3 separate regions of the Mus musculus genome follow, and all the other regions are linked to region 3. The links are chromatin contacts, called in public Micro-C and promoter capture Hi-C maps. All regions are on one chromosome and are shown on one strand. The core of a region is the stretch at or near the end of the contact, and the rest is flanking DNA. Distances in the headings are between cores, read along the strand shown. Region 1 holds the start of Neurl1a (neuralized E3 ubiquitin protein ligase 1A). Region 2 holds the start of Calhm2 (calcium homeostasis modulator family member 2). Region 3 holds the start of Cnnm2 (cyclin M2).

Region 1 (2,791 bases), core at 197-2,696, 420 kb after region 3:
CCGCCTATAAATAAGACACCAGTCCCTGACCATTCTGTAGCCAGTCAGCACCTGATCCCAGGCACCCCAGAGGCTTGGGGCTGGGGCTGGGACTGGGGGCCTGGTTGTCTTTCTCCTCAAACACCAGAGCATACCTTTCACAGGTATTTCTAGCTTGCCTGGAGTCTCTGAAACTTAAGGATATAACATGTGCAATCAGAGGAGAGTAAAAGGCAGGACAGGGGGCTAAAGGGGATCAGAGATGATGTCTAAAGATCACAGTAGGATTTTACTGCTGGCAGGCATGGGGATCCATTCACTGTACAAATACTTCTGAGAATCCGCATGTCCCTGCCCTGGGAGCTAGAACACTGTGAGGAAAGTGGCTGGCCGACTCTCCCCTCAGCAAGCTTATTCTCTATCAAGAGAAGCCGAATCTAACCAAGCAGAAAAGGCTACTTTTAGGCAAAGTCATATAAAAGCCACGAAGAGAATGGGATGACCCTATGGAGAATGATAGAGAGAGGCAGAGATGCTTAGCTGGGGTGGTCAGGAAAGAGCTGTGCCTACACATTGAGGATGGGTCCTATGGAGAAACTTCCAGAAAAGGATGGAGGAGATGTCTGTGTCCCACTCATGACCCAGGGCTCACTCTGGATCCGAGTTGGGAAAGTCCGGTTAGAGTGAGCGATGGCCCCGAGAAGCAGCAAGGCTGATGAAGGTGTGAGATGGACAGACGGACTGTCTTCTCCCCCATGATACACTGGGAGAAATAACCGCCCCAGATCCAAGATGACTTCCTGGTCCCTCCTGCAGGTAGCAGTGCTGAGCTACACAGATGGAAGAGTCACGTGAACAGGACATTTACAGACTGCCCCCTTCCTCGAGGAAGCCACCTTGGTCTACTATAGGCTATAGCACCCCCTCTATCCCTTCCCCAATCTCTTAGTTTTCCAGCTGACAGAATAATTCAACTTGGAACCGATATCTCTCTCATGGTTTGTACCTGAGCTGGGTCCCATCGGCTTGCTTCTGGTCTTGTGGTTCTCCGTTCTTGAACATGCAAAGGATGTTTGAACAGTCAGGAAATGGTCTGACTGGGGTTCTGATTGGAAGTTCCAACTACAGCGAAGGGGAGGTGACTGTATTCCTGATCTCAATTGTCTTAATTCATTATCCACTCACTCCTGAGCGTTTTAACACGTGCCAGGCCCTGAATCCCGTGCTAGGGAGCCTCCATTAGGGCTACCTCGCCACGCCCTGGCTCCGGGGCTCCCAGCGTTGTGGCGGTCCTCTTCCTCTTGTTTTCAGGTTCTATGTCCCAGGACAGGGAGACGCTCAACCTCCGAAGCTCCCATCTATTCCTGACGTCAGGTCCGGAGCAGTGCCGCCCCCAACCCTGGGTCCCGCGCGCCTTCGAGAACTTATAGCCAGCGGGAACGCGGCGCGCCCCGAGACCCACATCTGGCAGAGCGGGCGCGCGCGTGTCACTAAGACGCTCATTAACCTGCGCAGCTGTCGCCATAACAACCGGAGCCCCGGAGTCCTGGCGACGCTAGGGCGGGGGTTGGGGGCGGCGGCCTCGGGAGGGACCTGGCGGGAGCGGGGGCGGTCCACACGAGCCGGGCGCTGCAAGCTCACCCGCGGGCGGGAGGGCGCCACGCACGTCGCCGCGGCCGTCCCCGCGGGCGGGGACCGAGCCCGCCGACGAGCCTCCGAGCAGCCGCGCGCCGAGCCCCGACTCTATGGCCCGCGGGGAGCGCGCCGCCGCTGCGCCGCCCACCCGCAGCCGGAATCCGAGCTCCAGCACCAGGCAGAGCGCAGCGGCTCGCGCCGCGGGCCGGGGCCCAGGGGCCGGGCCGCCCCGGGCGCGGGGCATGGGAGCCCGGTAGCCGGGTGGCGCGAGGACCCCCACGGCGGGCAGGACCCGCCGAGCGAAGACCGCCAAGCCCAGGGAGAGCCGGAGACAGCAAACCGCCCGCCCCCGGTCGCAGCCCCGCCAGGGCCCTCCCCTGGCAGCGCGCACCCGCGCGCGCACACACTTGCACACCTTTCCTCCGCTCCTGCCCAGCCTTGCCTGGCTCCCGCCGGAGCACCCCCGGGGGGCCGATGCCATGGGTAACAACTTCTCCAGTGTCTCCTCTCTGCAGCGAGGAAACCCGAGCCGCGCGTCGCGGGGCCACCCCCAGAACCTCAAAGGTAGGCTTCGCTGACCGGGGAGCAATTGCAGGGAGGGTTGCGGCGCAGGTGGAGTGGTGGGCAGGGGTGCGGTTGGGGACGACCGGCAGGTGCCACCTGTTGTGTGCATTTGGAGGGCGGGAGAGGCGCTTCTGACAGTGGAGGTGGGCTGTGGTGGCAGCTGACCGGTGCTGATGGTGGAGATGAGGGAGGATGGCGGTCGGTGGGGGTCTGCGCAATTCTCCTTATCTGCCCTGGCAACGTCACTGGAGTCCCCTCCAGTGATGCTAAGCGGTGAGAAGAGGTGGGAAAAACATTTGCCGGCTGGATAGGGCAGTGTGGAGGGAAACCTAGGTTTTTCCAGATGAGCCTCCCAAGAGAGTCATTGTGGTCTTTTTTGCATTTGCCTAGGGCTGGGGGAGATCCCGCTGGAAGCACTAGTTGCATTTCCAAGCAGAGGGTCTTAGAGATTCAGGACTAGAAGGGCAGACGCGTGCTCCCGGGGTCTTTGCAAGTGGGTGATCTTTTGCACCGTCTGAGTCAGGTTGTTTGGTTTTGTTTGTTTATTTGTTTGTTTGTTTGTTTTGTGCATCCAAAGACAAAGTATCTGGTCTGAACCCTAGAAAGAGGGGAA
Region 2 (2,700 bases), core at 165-2,664, 380 kb after region 3:
TGCCTGAGGCCAGACAAATCCAGAGGAGCCAGCTGAGATTTTGACCATGACTTGAGAATACTTAGAAAGTGGACACAATGTGTCAGAGCTAAACTAGCTCCCTCTGTTCATGGCCTCCAGACCTTGCTCTCCTTATTGCTTTCTCCATGCAGCAGCCTGCAGAATCTCTGCCCCAAGGAGCCACAGGTAGCTTCAGCGGGGTTTCAGGCTCGCTGTACTTATCTGCCCTCTTCTGCTTCATGACCTCAGCAGAGATGGCTCTGTGCCAGAAGAGGCCATGGCCTCAGGCTCTTTGGAAGTTTAGCCCCAATTCCCTTCCCAGACTCCACCCATACAGCCAGAGAGACAGTCAGGGTGTGGCCCCATGTCCACCCCCATCAGGAGAACAGGCACTGGGTGGGGTGGGGTGCGGTGGGGGGGACACCAAAAGAAACAGCTCTCCAAGCCAGATGAAGCCTGTGAGTGGAGAGAGGTCAGGCTGTGGAGAGAGATAGGGGAAGCCTGTGCTAAGTCTTTCTGGGTTATATTCACTTCTCTTTTCCTGTTGCCGCCTCTGCCGAGGATGCCATCTGGCACAGGCAGAGCCATGTGGGCTCTGGGAGGAGGGAGGACTGTCTGACTCCCCGGTTCAGAGCCCAGAGCTTCTAAATAATCCCACAAGGAAAGAACTTTGTCCTGTTGCTGGCCATAAACAGGCTAACAGGCAACTCCATCTTCTCCCTCCCTCCCTTCTTGGCTGCTAGGCACCCATTTGCTCCTTGGGGTGGTCTTGGGATCCTAAACCCACCCTCACATGGGGAACACAGTGCCTGACAGATAGCATAGGGATGGAGCAGAGCTGGGACCCGGCCATCCTCTGAGATTATCATGGGGGGGGGGGGGGCTCTTCCCAAGGACAGGAGACAGACAGCTGGGGGTGGGGGAAGCATCATTTCCGTGTTCTTCCCGGAGTTCCCTCCAGATAGTCTCTAGAGGCTGCCGGCTCCTTTAACAGCTGCACACTCCAGGAAAGGGCCCCTCCTTACCTAGGGCTGGTTGCAGGCCCCCGTGGCCTTGGATTCCTGATGGATTGACAGCAGTGTGGGCTCCCGCAGACACTGGGAAGGTGCTCCTGACCGCGAGGCAAAGTGGCCTCACGGGGTTCACTGCCGGCTTTGCTTTTGCACCCAGGTCCGCGTAGGATCCGGGCCCAGCGTTTGAACGCAACGCAACGGAGCTTTGGGCCCAGTTACAAACAAACTTAACTGGAGGCGTCTACAGATGAAGTGCAGGCATCTGCAGACAAATTTAACTCCAGAAAAGAGAGAGAAAGAAACAGTGGCGTGGAACTTTCTAGCCAGAGAATGGAAAAACAGCCTCCTGGCGCCAGGCAGAAGAGGGAGGGCTGCTGAGGGCGGCGCGAGGCAGAAACAGAGGAAGTGGAGAAGCGGTCTCCGATGCTGCGTCCTGTCCCAGCCCGCCTCTGGGCCCGCTGTGGCTGGCCCTACTGGCCCTGCCTTGACTCTACCCTGAGCACCCCTCGGGGGCCATCTGGGAAGGTCTAGGCAGTTGCCAGGCAGGGCCCTCAAGGAGATCTTGCCTAGGCTTGCCCTCCAGGCCAGTTAGAAGAACATCCCCCGTACTTGACACCCACCTGGCAGAAGCTGCGGGAGGAGTTCCCTGCAGAGTCAGGGGAGAGGTGGGTGTTCAGGATTGATGGTGATGCTCCAGATTGCAAACTCCTGGTCAAGACCCTGGTCCCCTCCTCCCCTCCTCTCTCTGCGCATCCTGCCTTTGCCTGTACCTGCCATCCCCAGAAGAGGACCTTCCCATCATAGTCCATCTAACTCCTAGGTACTGTCCCCATCTGGGTATCTAGAACTCCTAAGGCAGAGGCTGGTCTTAGGTAGAAATTAAAGGGAGACAGGATCTCTTAAACTGCACCGCCTGCCCCTAGAGTCGTCTCTGGGAGCTCACAAGTCATGAGTCAAGTCCACTGACAGGGAGAGTGTCAAGATGGCCTCAGTGGCTCCTAAGATTGGGAGAGATAGCCTTCACGGCCATCAGCTCTCCAGGGCTGGGACAGTGGGATTCACACTGAGCAGGGACAAGCCACACCCTCCTGAGTCTGGCTTGTCTGTGTAGCAGGGATAAATGGAGAGCAATCGGTACCCGTGCCTTTCCAAGAAGCACTTTACAGGGTGGGGGACTTGCCTGAGCTCCCACCACTCTGGAGTTAGGTCTCACCAAAGCTTCCCTCACGTCTGTTCCTCTGAGCACTTTCTGGCACCTTATCCCCTGTGGGTGCCCCACCCCACCCTGCAAGTGCACGCGTGCACACACACACACACACACACACACACACACACACACACACACACTTGGTCTGTATTCATTTGGTCCCTTTATTCGGATCTGGGGTTAAGTTCAACTTCCTGTTCCCTGTGGCACCTGGGTCCCAGCTGAGAGTGGAGGTGGGCTCTGAGATAGGCAGGCCAAGGGGCTGGAAGATGGGGCCAGGAAACAAGAAACTGTCTGCACTTCTACTTTCTTTTCTTGGACAAGACAGCAGCTAAGTATTCCTGTCCTGTCCCATCCCTTGGTCGGGTTCAGGGGAGAGGAGAGCAAGCAGTCATGAGTTCCGAAAGGAATGAGCACCTTAACCACACAGCTCCAAGTGTCTGCTGCGTGCCACACGCTTTTACGCATGGTGTGTGAGAC
Region 3 (2,700 bases), core at 64-2,563:
CTATACAGAGAAACCCTGTAAACAACAACAAAACAAAACAAAACAACAAAAAAAAAAAAAAAAAAAAAAGAGAGAATTGCGAGGATACCGCTGAAATGAGCCCAGAAATCACTCGTCCTGGAAATTATAAAAAACACTGTGGGTGTTCACAAAAAAGGAAGAGTATTGTGTTTATGGAATACAAAGTAAGATCAGGAAAAACATTTTAAAACGCGCTTCAGTTGGGAGGCAGAAAGTTCAGTTTGGGAGCTACTGTGCTACCGCATCTAGTCTGATGCAATGGACTTGAGAGTCCTGGTGAGCTGTGCTCCACAATGAATCTTCTCCGGAGCTAACAGCGTTTGACCTGTGCATTTCATAATAAGCTTTCATGGGCCTTCTCAGGTTGCTCTCCCCTTCCTATTTCCCCAAATTGCCTGGGTGCACGTTAAAAAACAAAACAAAACAAAACAAAACAAAACCAAAAATAGGGTCCATCTCATTCTGTGATTATAGCAGGACTACAGGAGAATCCCTGTGATGACAAAGTTTGGGAAGCTGACCACACTTTGAGAGGTTTGTTGAGAGCTAGAAAACAGCAAAGGTCGTCCGTGAGGGCCGGCAGGTGGCGCCACATGATCGTGAGCAGCTGAGGGCTCACAGAGTCACGGAGACCGCAGGTCCTCGGCGTTGCTAGGGCCACCCTGTCACCGCGAATCTCCAGAGGAACCGCATGCAGGGGTAGTGGGCTGGGGGGCTTGACTAGTATCCCGATTTGGTTTTAGGCTATGTGCATCGTAAGCTGTCTCCAGTCCGGCTCTGGTGCTCCCAGGGAAGGAGGGCTCAGCCCATTCTGCGGCGACACGGAGCCCCGTGGAGCCCGCAAGTCCCTGCAGCAAGGACCCGAGGCCTCGCGCCTCAGGGCAGTATTGCAGGGCTGCCAAGCCGCGCGCGAGGATCTACTACAGAGACCCCACAGGGAGCGCCGCACCCGCGGACCGCTCCCTTTCATTGGCCGCCTGGAGGAAGACCACGCCCCCATCCCTACAGCGCTCATCTTTGACTGGCTCTTGCATCCGGGATGGCCACGCCTCCTCCCCGCGCATACACAAGAGTCACGCGCCTTTCAGTTGGAAACTTGGCATGCAGAGGAGGACAGTGGCCCTCATCTCCCCGCCCACCTCCCGTGCCATTGGTGCGGCACGCCGACTGCGACCACGCCCCCATTCCAGCCCCCTGGCTGGGAAGGCGGGCACCCGCTCTTGATTGGCTGGCAGACCTGCCTCTCGCGGGAGAGGCTAGCACGCCCCTCCCTCCGCTCCCTCCTCCCTCGAGCCCGGGGGTTCCTCAGCTGGCTCAGTCCGAATCAGTGTCATTCAGAGAGAAGGACAGCTAAGGGCTGGGCGCGAACGCGCGGTTGCAGTCCTGCTCGGGCGCCGGTGCCTGCGCTCGCGCCGCCGGGTGGGAAGGATGAAGCCTCAGCTGGAGCAGCCACCCTATGATTGGCTGTGGCGCTTGTGAACCCGAAGTAAAGATGGCGGGCGGGCAGGCAGCCGCCGCACTGCCCACTTGGAAGATGGCGGCGCGCCGCAGCCTCAGTGCCCGCGGCCGGGGGGTCCTGCAAGCAGCTGCGGGCCGGCTGCTGCCGCTGCTACTGCTGAGCTGCTGCTGGGGAGCGGGCGGCTGCACAGCGGCCGGCGAGAACGAGGAGACCGTGATCATCGGGCTGCGGCTGGAGGATACGAACGACGTGTCGTTCATGGAAGGGGGTGCTCTGCGGGTGAGCGAGCGGACCCGGGTCAAGCTGCGGGTGTACGGGCAGAACATCAACAACGAGACGTGGTCCCGCATCGCCTTCACTGAGCACGAGCGGCGCCGGCACACACCCAGCGAGCGTGGGCTGGGGGGCCCCGCGCCTCCGGAGCCGGACAGCGGCCCCCAGCGCTGCGGCATCCGCACCTCAGACATCATCATCTTGCCCCACATCATTCTCAATCGCCGCACATCGGGCATCATCGAGATCGAGATTAAACCGCTGCGCAAGATGGAGAAGAGCAAGTCTTATTACCTGTGCACGTCTCTCTCCACGCCCGCACTAGGCGCCGGCGGCTCCGGGTCTGCGAGTGGCACCGTCGGGGGCAAGGGTGGCGCGGGGGTGGCCGGACTCCCGCCTCCTCCGTGGGCCGAGACCACCTGGATTTACCACGACGGTGAGGACACCAAGATGATAGTGGGCGAGGAGAAGAAGTTCTTGCTGCCCTTCTGGCTGCAAGTGATCTTCATCTCGCTGCTGCTGTGCCTGTCGGGCATGTTCAGCGGCCTCAACCTGGGGCTCATGGCTCTGGACCCGATGGAGCTGCGCATCGTGCAAAACTGCGGCACGGAGAAAGAGAAGAATTATGCCAAGCGCATCGAGCCGGTGCGCAGGCAGGGCAACTACCTGCTGTGCTCGCTGCTGCTGGGCAACGTACTGGTCAACACCACGCTCACCATCCTGCTGGACGACATTGCGGGCTCAGGCCTTGTGGCGGTGGTGGTCTCCACCATTGGCATCGTCATCTTCGGAGAAATCGTGCCCCAAGCCATCTGCTCCCGACACGGCCTGGCGGTAGGGGCCAACACCATCTTCCTCACCAAGTTTTTCATGATGATGACATTCCCCGCTTCTTATCCGGTTAGCAAACTGCTGGACTGCGTCCTGGGCCAGGAGATAGGCACGGT

What was found. Promoter capture Hi-C pulls out the DNA fragments that hold promoters and counts their contacts. Hi-C and Micro-C count contacts between places; a contact is called where the count stands out from the background.
Region 1: a Micro-C map of embryonic stem cells shows a contact between it and region 3, with 5 times the contacts expected there. The contact joins the promoter of Neurl1a here to the promoter of Cnnm2 in region 3. A contact is called at or near these places in 12 of 39 promoter capture datasets (the C10 cell line, the HPC-7 cell line, the SN4741 cell line and 6 more), 1 of 15 datasets of contacts at CTCF or cohesin (embryonic stem cells), 8 of 484 Hi-C or Micro-C datasets (embryonic stem cells, palatal mesenchyme and pre-B cells), 5 of 115 datasets of contacts at active chromatin or transcription factors (embryonic stem cells and stem cell-derived neural progenitor cells) and 1 of 9 other capture datasets (embryonic stem cells).
Region 2: a contact with region 3 is called in a promoter capture Hi-C map of pre-B cells. The contact joins the promoter of Calhm2 here to the promoter of Cnnm2 in region 3. A contact is called at or near these places in 5 of 39 promoter capture datasets (the C10 cell line, hippocampal neurons, neural stem cells and 2 more), 1 of 484 Hi-C or Micro-C datasets (embryonic stem cells) and 3 of 115 datasets of contacts at active chromatin or transcription factors (embryonic stem cells and large pre-B cells).

The regions. Positions count from the first base shown.
Region 1 is chr19:47,177,374-47,180,164 of GRCm38.p6, forward strand. Neurl1a (neuralized E3 ubiquitin protein ligase 1A) reads left to right here and starts at 1,447. Exons shown (of 6, transcript NM_021360.4): 1 at 1,447-2,178. The coding sequence starts at 2,094.
Region 2 is chr19:47,136,880-47,139,579 of GRCm38.p6, forward strand. Calhm2 (calcium homeostasis modulator family member 2) reads right to left here and starts at 1,415. Exons shown (of 3, transcript NM_133746.5): 1 at 1,026-1,415.
Region 3 is chr19:46,760,296-46,762,995 of GRCm38.p6, forward strand. Cnnm2 (cyclin M2) reads left to right here and starts at 1,314. Exons shown (of 8, transcript NM_033569.3): 1 at 1,314-2,700. The coding sequence starts at 1,478.